Regions from separate parts of the Zea mays genome. Here region 2 is linked to region 1. Evidence: chromatin contacts called from public Hi-C data. All regions are on one chromosome and are shown on one strand. The core of a region is the stretch at or near the end of the contact, and the rest is flanking DNA. Distances in the headings are between cores, read along the strand shown. Region 1 holds the start of LOC100282260 (transcription factor/ transcription initiation factor). Region 2 holds the start of LOC100272891 (Ribonuclease 3-like protein 2).

Region 1 (3,408 bases), core at 650-3,149:
ACATCAATCTGAACATCAGCATTATTGATATGTGGAGATCCTGCATCGGGTCGGAGCAAGAAAAACCACATTAAAAAGTCTAATCAAACGAAATAATGATGGATACGAACAATGTGTCGAAGACACTTACTAGGATGATCGTCAACTGGATCCTGGGTCAATGGGATCTCTTGGGGGGGTACCACCGCATTAGAAGCCCCACAAACGCCGGGAATAGGACGAGAAATCCCATACTCGTGCGGACCCGATTGAGCATCGGGCACAACAACGACTTCTTCATGAAGCTCTACCAAAGGAGCTTCAATACGAGATGCATTTGGCATTTGTGGAGATAACCCGACTGGACCTTCGCATTGACTAACAGGTAACTTTTGAACAACCACATCCAAACATGGTGGAACCATCGTCTTCACAATTTTTAAATATATCACCCAATCATCTTCTGAGGTAATGGAGATCAACCGCCGGACAACTGTTCCATATGTAATATGGGACAACAAACCCTGAATTGATATTCTAGGGTCGTTTATGTCGCAACTAATCTCCTCACAAGCTCGAGCCAAAAGCTGGTCAAAAGTTGATCTTTCAACGAACAACATGGTCACGATCTTCATACCATCAAAAGTAACACTCCCATAAGCATCTATCTCCACCCTTCCTCCATGGTATAGTGTTACTAGGCTGTCCATCTATTGCAAAAATGGATTACTAACTCAATAATGGCTACATACTTAAGCCTACTAACTTACTAAGTAATAAATATATATTAACTAATAACTATACAGTAAATATTAAATGAACACATCAAACGAAATTACATAATCTATAAATAATGTACGAAATACTATGTATACCTGAGAACGCGTACGACTCCAGCTAACGGTGGAGAAGGTCAAGTCGGACGAACACCTACGTACAAAAAAACCAATTGTCAGTAAAAAATTTGGCAGCACCTCCCCTGTAAAGTGATGTTTATAGAACCTGCGAATAAACGACAACACGATGGTTGCCAACACAGAAAACATATAATATCAATGCGCTAAACAAAATGATAACTATATACTACGCAACTATAACAACAAACTAGCTAACTATTTTAATCACTAAGAATTTACTAAACACTAACAATATACTACGCAACTAAAACAACAAACTAGCTAACTATTTTAATAAACAATAACAACAAACTATCTAACTATTTACTAAATAATAAATAAGTGGATACCTAACTAATTACTACTAGTTTACAAATTAAGAAATTAAAAAAAAAATGGTCGGCAATGGAAGCGGGAGCTACCGGGGACGGAGCGGGCGGTGGCGGCAGTGGGCTTCGTGGGGAGCTCGGGCGCGACAGTGGGCGGGCGGAGCTCCGGCGACCTCGGGGCGGCAGTGGGCGGAGCTCGGGCGCGGCACAGGGCGGGCGGCGGCGACCGCGCTCGGGGGAGCTCGAGCGGGCGGCGGCGACCGAGCTCGGGGGAGCTCGAGCGGGCGGCGAGCTCCGGCGACGTCGGGCGGGGCTCGCTAAGGCGAGCCGGAGCTGGGCCGGGGCGGGCGGGCGGCGGCGAGCCGGAGTCCGGGGAGGCGGCGGCGATTGAGGAAGTCGGCGGCGGCGTTGGTTTGGAACGAGCACAAGACAAGAAACGCGCGCACAGAGAAGGCCGTTTCCAGTTTTTTCCTAGCTCGGCGCCAAAGCTCGGCGCCACAGACGGTGGCGCCGAGCTGTTTTAGCTCGGCGCCACAGGCTATGGCGCCGAGCAAAGGGTCCAAAACTGCATTTAAAATTTTTTAGGTCTAAACGTGAATTTACTTCAGTTTCAGGGCTAAAATACAAAAAAATTCGGTAGCAGTGACTCTGGTTTGCGGTGGGTTACAAATACCCCAGCCACTTGACGACACGGGATGCAAACCTATTTATATTCTGTCCTTAATTCCCGTGTTTCTCGTCCGTCTCCGCTCCTCCGCAACCCCTTCCCCTCCTCCGCCGAAGCCTCTCCTCCGGCCGCCGAAACCCTAGCCTCCGCCGCTGCCGTCATGGCAAGCAGCAACGTCTCGACCGTTTACATCTCTGTCATTGATGACGTCATCTCCAAGGTCCGCGAGGATTTCATCACCTACGGAGTCGGTGACGCCGTCCTAAACGAGCTCCAGGCTGTAAGAACCTCTGATTTATCGATCTTCAGCTCTCGTCCCCTTCAATTTTTTCTTGATTTTAGCGATTTTGACGGTTGCCTCTCCGATCCGGCCGAGGAAACCCTAGCTCTGGGAGATGAAAATGCTACACTGTGGCGCGATCTCGGGGAACATAGACCGAACCAAGGCTGCTGCCGCGTCCGTCGGAGGCACCACCGGCACGACACCGCCCGTGCACGACCTGAACGTGCCGTACGAGGCCACATCTGAGGAGTACGCCACCCCGACCGCTGACATGTTGTTCCCGCCGGTGAGACCGAATCCATCGTCTGCTGTACGTTAAAATGTTTCTACGCAATTGGGACGCGAGGTTCTGAACGAGTTACTTGTATTTGTTTTCAGACACCATTGCAGACCCCAATCCAGACTCCTCTGCCAGGGACAGACACAGCGATGTACAACATACCCACTGGCCCTTCCGATTATGCCCCCTCACCGATCAGCGATGTCAGGAATGGGATGGCAATAAATGGGGCAGACCCAACAGCTGGTCATCCAAGTCCCTACATGGTATTATAAATTTGTACTGTACTGTAATTTGTGACTAGTTTTTCTCCCTTGTTGTTAGCTTTTTGTCATGTTTTGAAGTTTTTGCAGCCACCACCTTCCCCTTGGATGAATCAGAGGCCGCTGGGTGTTGATGTGAATGTCGGTATGTTCATGCTTATGTTCTCTGGTTGTTGTCCACGACTCCACGTGTGAAATGCATCCCTAGTTTAGTCTATTTGGAGCTAATATAGTTTGGGAAAACAATAACCGAAATGATTTGTGTGACTCATAATGTACAGCTTATGTGGAAGGCCGTGAAGATCCTGACAGGGGCGTGCAGCCTCAGCCACTGACTCAGGTAAAATATAAGGCCACAGATCATTTGAGAGCATGGATAACCAGTAATGTTGTATCGAGGATTCCATCTGTTATTCTCATTTGTTTTGGGCTCTCATTTTTTTTCTGTAGAACATTGCTCCCTGATGATATGTTTCCAGAATGAGGTTGTGGATAAATAGAATATGTATCTAGAGTTAATAGTTGGTTACTGCCCCTTCTGATAATAATATTAGCCCGTTCATCAATTTTAGTATTGATTGGGTTTATTAGTTTTACGATTCTGATATATTTGTTATGATTTTACAATTGATGGTATTTTTATTTATAAGGATAATTGGTGATGTGAAACACACTGCGAATCTTGTTCTCAAATTCTGTTTAAACAATTAT
Region 2 (3,408 bases), core at 500-2,999, 170 kb before region 1:
CCACCAGCCACTACACATTACGCCCTTGCTGCTGTTGCTGCTCCTGCGTCCCTATGGCACCAACGTCTTGGTCACCCTGGCTGAAGATTGTGGCTACAAGACCACACAGGGTGGCTGGCTAGCCCATGTGGAAGATGATTGGGAAAAGTATCTTTACAGTAATGCTTTTGGCTGGCAGTAGACTGTCATGGACCTTCGGTCCATGGGGATAGCTGTCTTCTCCGGCGAGGTTATACCACTCTGCCGCAGGCTTGGTTCTAGGGTAGCAGCCCTAGACGCTTGAGAGGGTCATTGCAAGGAGAGAGAGATTGGTTTGATAATGATCTTGCTTGATTTATTCCCTGCTGCCATGCGGCTTATAAATAGCCCTATAGCTAACCAACTTCTCCTACAAACTCTCAACTAACTCCTACTTTCTTGGACTTATCTGCTGCTAACCAACTCTCCACAATTCTCTCATCTCAATCTTATTCTCTAGCCTTATCCCAGCTCATCTCAATCTTATTCTCTAGCCTTATCCCAGACTGGTTGTTGCCTCTCGCTCCCTATGATGCCCATGACATAGACTAACCTGCAGACTGAAGTGAAGTTCATCTGACGTGCTATTCTAATGTGGAGAAGGTTGTGGAAGAGAATAATTGGATCAATTTGTAGCAGGTCAAATTTGTTTGGCGCATGCAATACGCGTTAGTAAGCCTGGGTAAATAAACTGAAACCGAATAACCAGACCGAATTAACCGGAACCAAAACTGAATTAATAGTTACTAATTTTGGTAACACGTTTCAGAAAACATGGAAATAACCAAGGTAATTTTCGGTTCTAGACTTTGGAAAACCAAATTAACCAAAAAATGATAGACCAATAAAATTTTAGGCATGGCTTAATATAGCCTTCCCAAATCCTAAGTATATAAGCACACAACTCCTCCAAATCAATTCATCCCCAACTCAATCCTATATCCGGTCATCTACACACTTTTGCAACTCTAAAATTATTATTTTTTGCTAAATTTTGGTCTGTTCGGTTGAAACTGAAAGAATCGAAACCGCACATTTCGGCTCCGCATTCACTGGGCACATATTTCGGTTTTAGTTTTACCAAATTTTCTTAAAAAACGAGGAGCCTACATGTTGTTCATAGACACGGGGTGACATATTAGCAGAGAGCCCAAACTGAGAGTGACAAAATAGCAATTTTTCACCTATATACCCCTGCCGAGCTTACGAAACTTAAAGACTCATCGCCAAAGACAAGCCAACCGCACGAACCCTAGGAGATTCCAAAACGCAATTATGCTTACTAGTAGGTCGAGGCGGGGGCACTTGCGCCGGAGCAGCGGGTAGAGGTCGTGCCGGACGGCGACGCGCGCGAGCTTCTCGGTAGAGATGTTGGCGGCGCGGAGCGTGGAGAGCGCGCCGGGCCCGAGGGTGGGGTTGGTGAGGTATAGGAAGTTAGAGAAGGCTAGGCCGAGAGCGGCGTCGCCGACGAACTCGAGCCGCTGGTAAGAGAGAGCGCCATCCGAGAAGGATTGGTGGGTCAGGGCCTCCTCTAGAAGGGCGCGGTCGCAGAACTGGTACCGCAGGAGGCGCTCCACGCGCGCCGCGGCCTCGGCGCGGTCGGCGACGAAGCCCGGCGGCGAGAGCGCCACGGGTGGAGCGGGTGAGGGCAAGCGCGGAGGTGGAGCCGAACGGCGGCGCTTGCCAGGGGGTTTCGACGGCGTCATTGAAATTTGGTGGGAGGGTTTTGGGTTTCGCTGGAGGCGTTACAATTTAGGTGTTGTTTGCTTTATATGTTTGTAATGTAATAGGTAACAAATAATGTTAAATCATGTTTGTTTAACTTTAATCGTAATCGGATACCACATTATAAATTGATATCAGCCTATTCAAATTTATTATCGCTGGTAATCGAATGCAAACCATTACTGTTGTCATTTACATTACATTTTGGGAACCAAACAAAACACATTATCTCATGTGGTCCTGTATAACAGATTCTTTTAAAATTTTCTAATCTCTAATATATATCAGAGCATTAATTTTTAAAAACGCCGTGTGCTACTTCTCCCTCTCTACTTTATGCAAACTATCATATAGCCCGTGTTAAGAACATGTTCGAGAGATTTTATATTTTTTACTCTTTATTTGATTTTTATTTACCTCTCCACGAAGATTATACCTAATATCTCATTCTAACAGACTCTCTAACATGCCAGTTAGTTTAGCTAGTCGGAGTGGCTAGCCAAGTTTAGAGCAATTCCAAGAGATTAGCTAAAAAGACTAGCCAAATTTACTGATTTAGCTACTCTCTAAAACAGAATTTAAAAAAAAAGTGTAGGCTAATCCAACAGACTCGGTAAACCTACGGACTGAATAGAGAGTGAAGCAGACTATCCAAAATTGGAGAGCGAAGATGGAGAAATAGAGAGCCACTAAATTTGAAGAGTCGTTTACATAGTCTATTGGATACAATTTTCTTTTACTATTAGCTAAATTTACCTTTACAAAATCATATACCTAGTCTCTTGGAGTTGCTCTTAGTGAGCAATGAGAGCAATTTGAAAAGTCGGATGACTTGACAAGTTAAATGGCTAGTATGTTGTAGATTTATTTTGCTGTTAAATAGCTAAAATTTGGCTTGACATGTTATTTGGCTAGTCCCTTGAAGATGTTCTAGCACTACAATCTCGTGGAGGGAAGAGGAGGGGAGGGGTCGGCATGAGTTGAGGGGAAGGAGAAGGCCGAGAGTGGCGGGGATGAGGAATAATCAAATAAGGTCTTTCCGACACATTAAGAATTTTGTTGTGATGAGTTTTTCCATATTTGGACACCCAATCCCTTATGAGATTAAATCCATAAACCTAATCAACCAATGTTGTTCATTTATTTCATATGGATTATATTCTAAAACCAAAACATAGTGTGGATTAAATTCCAAACTTGAAAACTAACAAAAGCTAATAAAAACATCAAAGTTTAAACATAAAAATACCATTGCATCTCTCGCGAAAATTAAACATGCATGTTTTATGATTCTCAATACATATCTGTCGGGGACCATAATTAGGGGTACCCTCAAGACTCCTAATTCTCAGCTGCTAACCCCCATCAGCACAAAGCTGCAAAGGCCTGATGGGTGCAACTAAGTCAGGGATCGGTCCATTCGAGGGACTCGATCACGCCTCGCCCGAGCCCAGCCTCGGGCAAGGGCAGCCGACCCCGGAGGATCTCCGTCTCGCTCGAGGCCCCCCTCCAGCGACGAACATACTTCCGTCTCGCCCGAGGCCCAGTCTTCGCAAAGAAGCAACCCTGGCCAAATCGCCACGCCAACCGACCAAATCACAGGGGCATTTAATGCAAAGGCGGCCTGACATCTTTATCCTGACGCACGTCCTCCAATTGACAGAG

The links. Hi-C and Micro-C count contacts between places; a contact is called where the count stands out from the background.
Region 2: a contact with region 1 is called in a Hi-C map of tassel, with 2.4 times the contacts expected there. The contact joins the promoter of LOC100272891 here to the promoter of LOC100282260 in region 1. A contact is called at or near these places in 2 of 25 Hi-C or Micro-C datasets (ear and tassel).

Annotation. Positions count from the first base shown.
Region 1 is chr8:86,843,050-86,846,457 of Zm-B73-REFERENCE-NAM-5.0, reverse strand. It overlaps LOC100282260 (transcription factor/ transcription initiation factor), which reads left to right and starts at 1,899. Exons shown (of 11, transcript NM_001155172.2): 1 at 1,899-2,151; 2 at 2,258-2,440; 3 at 2,533-2,700; 4 at 2,788-2,842; 5 at 2,979-3,037. The coding sequence starts at 1,900.
Region 2 is chr8:87,009,308-87,012,715 of Zm-B73-REFERENCE-NAM-5.0, reverse strand. It overlaps LOC100272891 (Ribonuclease 3-like protein 2), which reads right to left and starts at 1,749. Exons shown (of 4, transcript NM_001147344.2): 1 at 1,302-1,749. The coding sequence starts at 1,724.